2 separate regions of the Hordeum vulgare genome follow, and region 1 is linked to region 2. A link is a contact called in public Hi-C data. All regions are on one chromosome and are shown on one strand. The core of a region is the stretch at or near the end of the contact, and the rest is flanking DNA. Distances in the headings are between cores, read along the strand shown. Region 1 has its middle 220 kb from the start of LOC123397557. Region 2 holds the start of LOC123453194 (stem-specific protein TSJT1).

What was found. A called contact is a pair of places that touch in the nucleus more often than the background predicts.
Region 1: a Hi-C map of seedling shows a contact between it and region 2, with 7 times the contacts expected there. The contact joins the enhancer-like site here to the promoter of LOC123453194 in region 2. A contact is called at or near these places in 2 of 6 Hi-C or Micro-C datasets (leaf and seedling) and 1 of 1 datasets of contacts at active chromatin or transcription factors (embryo).

Annotation. Positions count from the first base shown.
Region 1 is chr5H:278,776,683-278,779,382 of MorexV3_pseudomolecules_assembly, reverse strand. No RefSeq gene overlaps it. Among protein-coding and RNA genes, the nearest start is that of LOC123397557, 220 kb to the left of the region's middle. Within about 2 kb of position 1,437, at least 3 of the 3 cell types and tissues checked have open chromatin away from gene starts, as enhancers often do. A contact at or near this core is called in leaf and seedling, where this site is marked.
Region 2 is chr5H:278,379,805-278,382,504 of MorexV3_pseudomolecules_assembly, reverse strand. LOC123453194 (stem-specific protein TSJT1) reads left to right here and starts at 1,343. Exons shown (of 4, transcript XM_045129971.1): 1 at 1,343-1,644. The coding sequence starts at 1,442.

The DNA of each region.
Region 1 (2,700 bases), core at 188-2,687, 400 kb before region 2:
GAGATACCAGCATCAGAAGCAAGGGCCTCCTCAGACTCAGTTCCGGCAGCCAACAGATGTCACTTGTCACAAATGTGGGCAGAAGGGTCACTATGCCAACAAATGTACTTCTCAGCTCCGTCTGCCGCCCCCTCCTCCAGGCAAACCTCCAAGCAACGCTCTTGTCAAATTCAACCCCAGATCAGCTCGAGTCAACATGGTGAATGCAGCTAAAGCAGCCAACTCCTCTGATGTGATCATGGATAACCTCCTCGTCAATGATGACGATGGCGACGATTTCCCCTCTCCGGAGCCCAAAACGGACTCCAGATCTGCCCTCCAGATGAAGAACAGGAGGTGGCGGCGCCTCCGTATCGTAAAACGTGATGAAACCTTCTCTCTGATTTTTTTTCGGGCGAGACGGAATAAATAGAGCTGAGTTTGGGGGCAGTGGTGCCACGTGGGCCCCACAAGCCCTCACGACGCGACCTAGGGGGGTGGCCGCGGCCTGTGGGCTTGTGGCCCACTGGCACGCCCCCCCGATGGATCTTTGCGCAGGTATTTTTCTTTTATTCCACAAAAAATCTCCGTAAATTTTCAGGACATTCCGAGAACTTTTATTTCTACACAAAAACAACACCATGGCAATTCTGCTGAAAACAACGTTAGTCCGGGGTAGTTCCATTCAAATCATGCAAATTAGAGTCCAAAACAAGGGCAAAAGAGTTCGGAAAAGTAGATACGAGGGAGACGTATCAGGGACTAGATGACGAATCTCGAGATCCGATCACCCAGCCGCACGCCGACCACCTCTGACGGAAGAGATGACCACCTTGTTATGCCTACTGTCGACGTCGCCACGATGCCAGACAACACCGTCCTCCTGCGATTCCATCAACCCACATCAGATGCCGAGACTCCACTGCACCACGTCGCCGAGATCCGCCGTCATCGATGCGGAGGATGAAACCCCGCTCCGCCTTTGGACCCTTCCAGTCAACACCTACTCCAGAACGATGCCCCCAGGATGTAGCTGGACATCGAAGATGTCGTTATCGTTCAATCCAGAAAGACCCAGATCTAGGGTATCCCCCGGAGCAGCCTGAGGGAGATGACCTTACTTGCAATGACGATGCCTCAACAAGGAAGTGACATCAAAGACACGGTCATCGTCCGTCAAGACCAAGGTCAACGTGATTTTCACCGGCATACGCACCATCCCGACCGAGTAAGTGACTAGAACCGCGCGGTGCCTCCACGAGGAGACGCGCGCAACCGCTGGACCTTCGAGGACCGTCATTGTGCCGTCACCACGGCCCTAGCACAACCCCGACCACCTCACCACCGGCCACCACCGTCCCAAGGACAACACCAGCCAGCGGTCTGTGTCGTATGCAGCCCGCGCCGTCAGGTGCCATTAGACAACGGATTTGTGCTAGTTCTCCACAGTAGCCAACACCCGACACGCCACACGACCCGACACCAGACACGAGATGAGTCGCGCAGCCGCCACCCTCATGCAGCCGTCCTCGCACCATCGCCATAGCTAACTGTCTCGCCGGGGCGCCGCTGCGCCTTGCATAGCGTCGCACCCCAGCCCGGTCAGATCGCCCCACTTCGTTCTCGCCGCGCGGGAGGGAGAAAGCACCCTGCCGCTGCCCACACTACGGAGGGGTGAGGAGGAAGAGAAGGGCTTCGAGGACCGCGTTGGTATCACTATTATTATTGTGTTTGGTATCTTGCAATGGGCTGCCTGAATGACGCGGCACAAGATTCTTCCAAAATGATATTCTTCTAGTTTTGTTTCTTGCAATCTTTGGTATAATATTGTACTCTCTTCGTCCTGAAATATAGTGTCAAGAAATGTTTTATATTTTGGGACGAAGGGAGTAGGACATATGTATATGTATGATGTTCATTGTGGTCACCGTGTGTACTCTTGGTAATCCATTTGTCTAATGGAATTGTATAATTTGTAATCCGTTTGTCCAACGAAATATACGTGTTTATTTCTACAGAAAATTGTTCAGTTTGTGGCGTCACAGATATGAACAGTAACCTGATTGATTCTATTCTATCCAGTTTCCTAATTTTCCTCCTCAAAGTACCTATCGAATGCGACGTGTTGATACCTCTGACGTCCACAATTGCCTTGCTCGCCGGCTACTGCATCCCGATTCCCTGCAGAGATGAGATTAGGAATTGTTTATATGCATATTCTGCTTTTCCCTTGTGCCCACATACGCACAATTACGTGTACCCAACGCGATTGGGACGACCAAATGAGTGCAAGGCGTTTTCATGACACGGCATTTCCTGGGAGAATGGGAAGCCTATTGGATCGGAGGAGCCTGAGTTCGATGTCAGTCGTTTTCAGGGAAACAAGGTGGGTGATAATGTCCACCGGTTGGCGGGTGGTGGTGGATCGTCGTCAGGCTGCATATGACAATGTCTTGACCAATATGGAGCTGGAGTGTGTATGACAGTCGTCATTATATTTGGGTTGTGGTTTACATCAAGTATGGACCTTAAAGAGTGTCTGATTGTGGTCTTTTATCACAGATTCACAGAAATGGAAGCACGATGGCAGAGAACCGTCTGTTGGACTGACGGCCTGACGGAGTTGTCGGGGCCAGATTTCAGCCAACATAACTTTGATCGGATTCTCGAAGCATGGTTCAATTTCTATCAAATACTCCCTCGGTCCATCCATACAAGATC
Region 2 (2,700 bases), core at 94-2,593:
GAGCAGTGACGGCGGCGCACGCAGACGAGCAGTGGCGGAGCACCCACGGGCGAGCAACGACGAAGGACGCAGGCGAGCAGTGGCAGAGCACACGCAAGCGAGCAGCAGCGGTGGACACGCTAGGCTAGCAGTGGCGGACGACACAAGCGAGCAGCGGCGAAGGACACACGTAGGCAAGCAACGGCGTAGGACGCATGCGAGCAGCGACGGTGGACACGCTAGGCTAGCAGCGGCGGACGACACAAGCGAGCAGCGGCGGAGGACACACGCAGGCAAGCAACGGCGTAGGACGCATGCGAGCAGCGACGGGGCACACGTGCAGGCGGTGCGGCGTGGAGAGAAGGGGAAAGGAAAGAGCCGGTCGGTTTCGTGTGGTCCGCTCGATTTCGAGAGACCGCACGAAACGTCATATCCAGGGAATATGTCGTTTCATGAAATCAAATGGTTTCGGTTCCTCTAACAATCCAAACACGTGAATGGAAATTCGAAACGGAACCGACCCTTACCGTTTCACTTGGTTCTGAAAACCAAACACACCCTTAATTCCTGGCGCCCCGTTTCAGCATGCCAACGAAAACCACGCGCGTCACGCTCACGATACCTCACGGCCACGCGACGCGACGGAAGCAACGGAGGCAGCACTCCATCACCCGTCGCCATCCCACCTGCGCACGGCTTCATTCGTCACGCCCCTCGGCCCTCCCCCGCACCGCACACGCTGACACACACCCTCTGGATTCCACAATCTTCTCAGTGCTTTGGCCGAACCCGCCGATAATGCTCGCCAGGACGAGGTCCCTCGCGTTTTCTTCTTCTTCCTGGACTGCCCCAGGGTTGTCCACACGAGAGCCACCGTCGTCCCACCTTTGCTCCAAAGAAAAATGATATACAAACTTGCAGCCCATCGTTTCTATTTCTCCACTCCACGGCAGCATCAAAGTTCCAACTTTGCTACCCGCAACAAATAAAAAGTTCCAACTTTGCTTGAGGGAAATCTGCCTTGCGCCTTCGTGTCCAATATGTGCACCCTCATACGCGAACTCATGCAGGTGAGACGGTAAGGCACGATTAGCACAGGCACAATCCAGCAGTACGTGCCGGCAGAACGAGGGCATCGACCAACGCATGATGACACGTCCATGTGCGTGCACCGGATGCATCCGTATTATAGGCTTAACCCAAAGAAAGGAAGTCCGACCGAGGTTTGCCGTAAACTAAATTAAACCCAAGGAAAGATACTTGCGCTGTGTGGGCCCCAGGTGGTTAAGCAAACCAGGGGCCCTGCGCCTGGGTTCTGCCACTCTCCCGGGCCTATATAACCAGCGCCTCTCCCCCTCCTCCATTTCACCCGTCCAACTAGTATCATCCAAGGAGTGTGGAAGGCCACAAGCTGCCTGCAATTTCTACCTAGCTTAGGTGTAGTTTGTTTGTTTGAGCCAGGATGTTGGCGGTGTTCAGCGGCGAGGTGGTGGAGGTGCCGGCGGAGCTGGTGGCGGCCGGCAGCCGGACGCCGTCGCCCAAGACGCGGGCGTCGGAGCTGGTGAAACGCTTCCTCGCCGGCGCCGACCCGGCCGTGTCCGTGGAGCTGGGATCGCTGGGCAACCTCGCCTACTCCCACGTCAAAGAGTCCCTCCTCCTCCCAAGGTATAATACCTGCTGCGTCTTTGTGGCTTAATCGACTCTTCTCTTCCTTGAACACCTGCAGGATCCATGGATTCGAGACCGATTGATCTCCGTGCATGCATAGATCTTTTATGGAAGGGAACGAAACGGACGGTTGATTGTATACGTAGATCGTTTGTTCCGCTCTGCCTTAGAAGCGCTCTGCTTTTGTTCTTTAGTTAGTGATGAAGCTTCGTGATGGTGAGGTTAGCTGGTAGCCATGGTCCAGGTGCTACGGTACAGTGTCCAAAACGTTACCGGCATACATACACCTGCCATGCCTCTCGCATGTTGTGGGTGACTTTTAGTGCCCGCCTGAATGGCTAGATGATAAGGTGGGCTCCACTAGTCAGTAGTCACAATCATATCATCTTATCATCACACAACCTCACACGGCAGTATATATTATGAGACAGAGGAGTAGCTAATAAGCACCATGGCTTTCGGTAATTTTCATATGGGACACATCCTGTGATATCTACTATAATCCGACAATTTCCTGTCCTTAGTACAAGGGCGTGTTGCTTTCCGAAGACTAAAGCATGCAATAATGTAACCTTGGCAGTCCATTCCATTAGGTGATGGACCTAGCCACCAACCCAGTTTCCTCTGTTTATCGCTTGTATCTCACTGGCCTAGTTCTGCGGCTCGTGATTGCGACGGAGATTTATCCGTCGAGGAAACATATTGCTCGCCACAAAAACTAGTTTCTGGCCGCGCGCGTTTCGAATACACGATTATTTTTGCTCGGATATTTCGGATGTTGTGACAATTGACCCTTTCAGCATAAAATTCCTGCCTCCCGGTTGGGGCCCTGGCCCCTGGGATATTTTCGATTTTGTTTATCTACCCTACGTGTAATGGTAGGTGGAAGTGTAAGGAAAAATCAATAAGAAAGAAAATACGTCAATTGCTATGTTGGCATAGAAACTGTCACGTATGCTGACGAAAAAAACGCCACCACATCTTTGGCAACTTGCAGGTCAACATCGTGCCACCTTCCAAAGGCGTGGTGTCCATTAATTTGACTTTGACAAC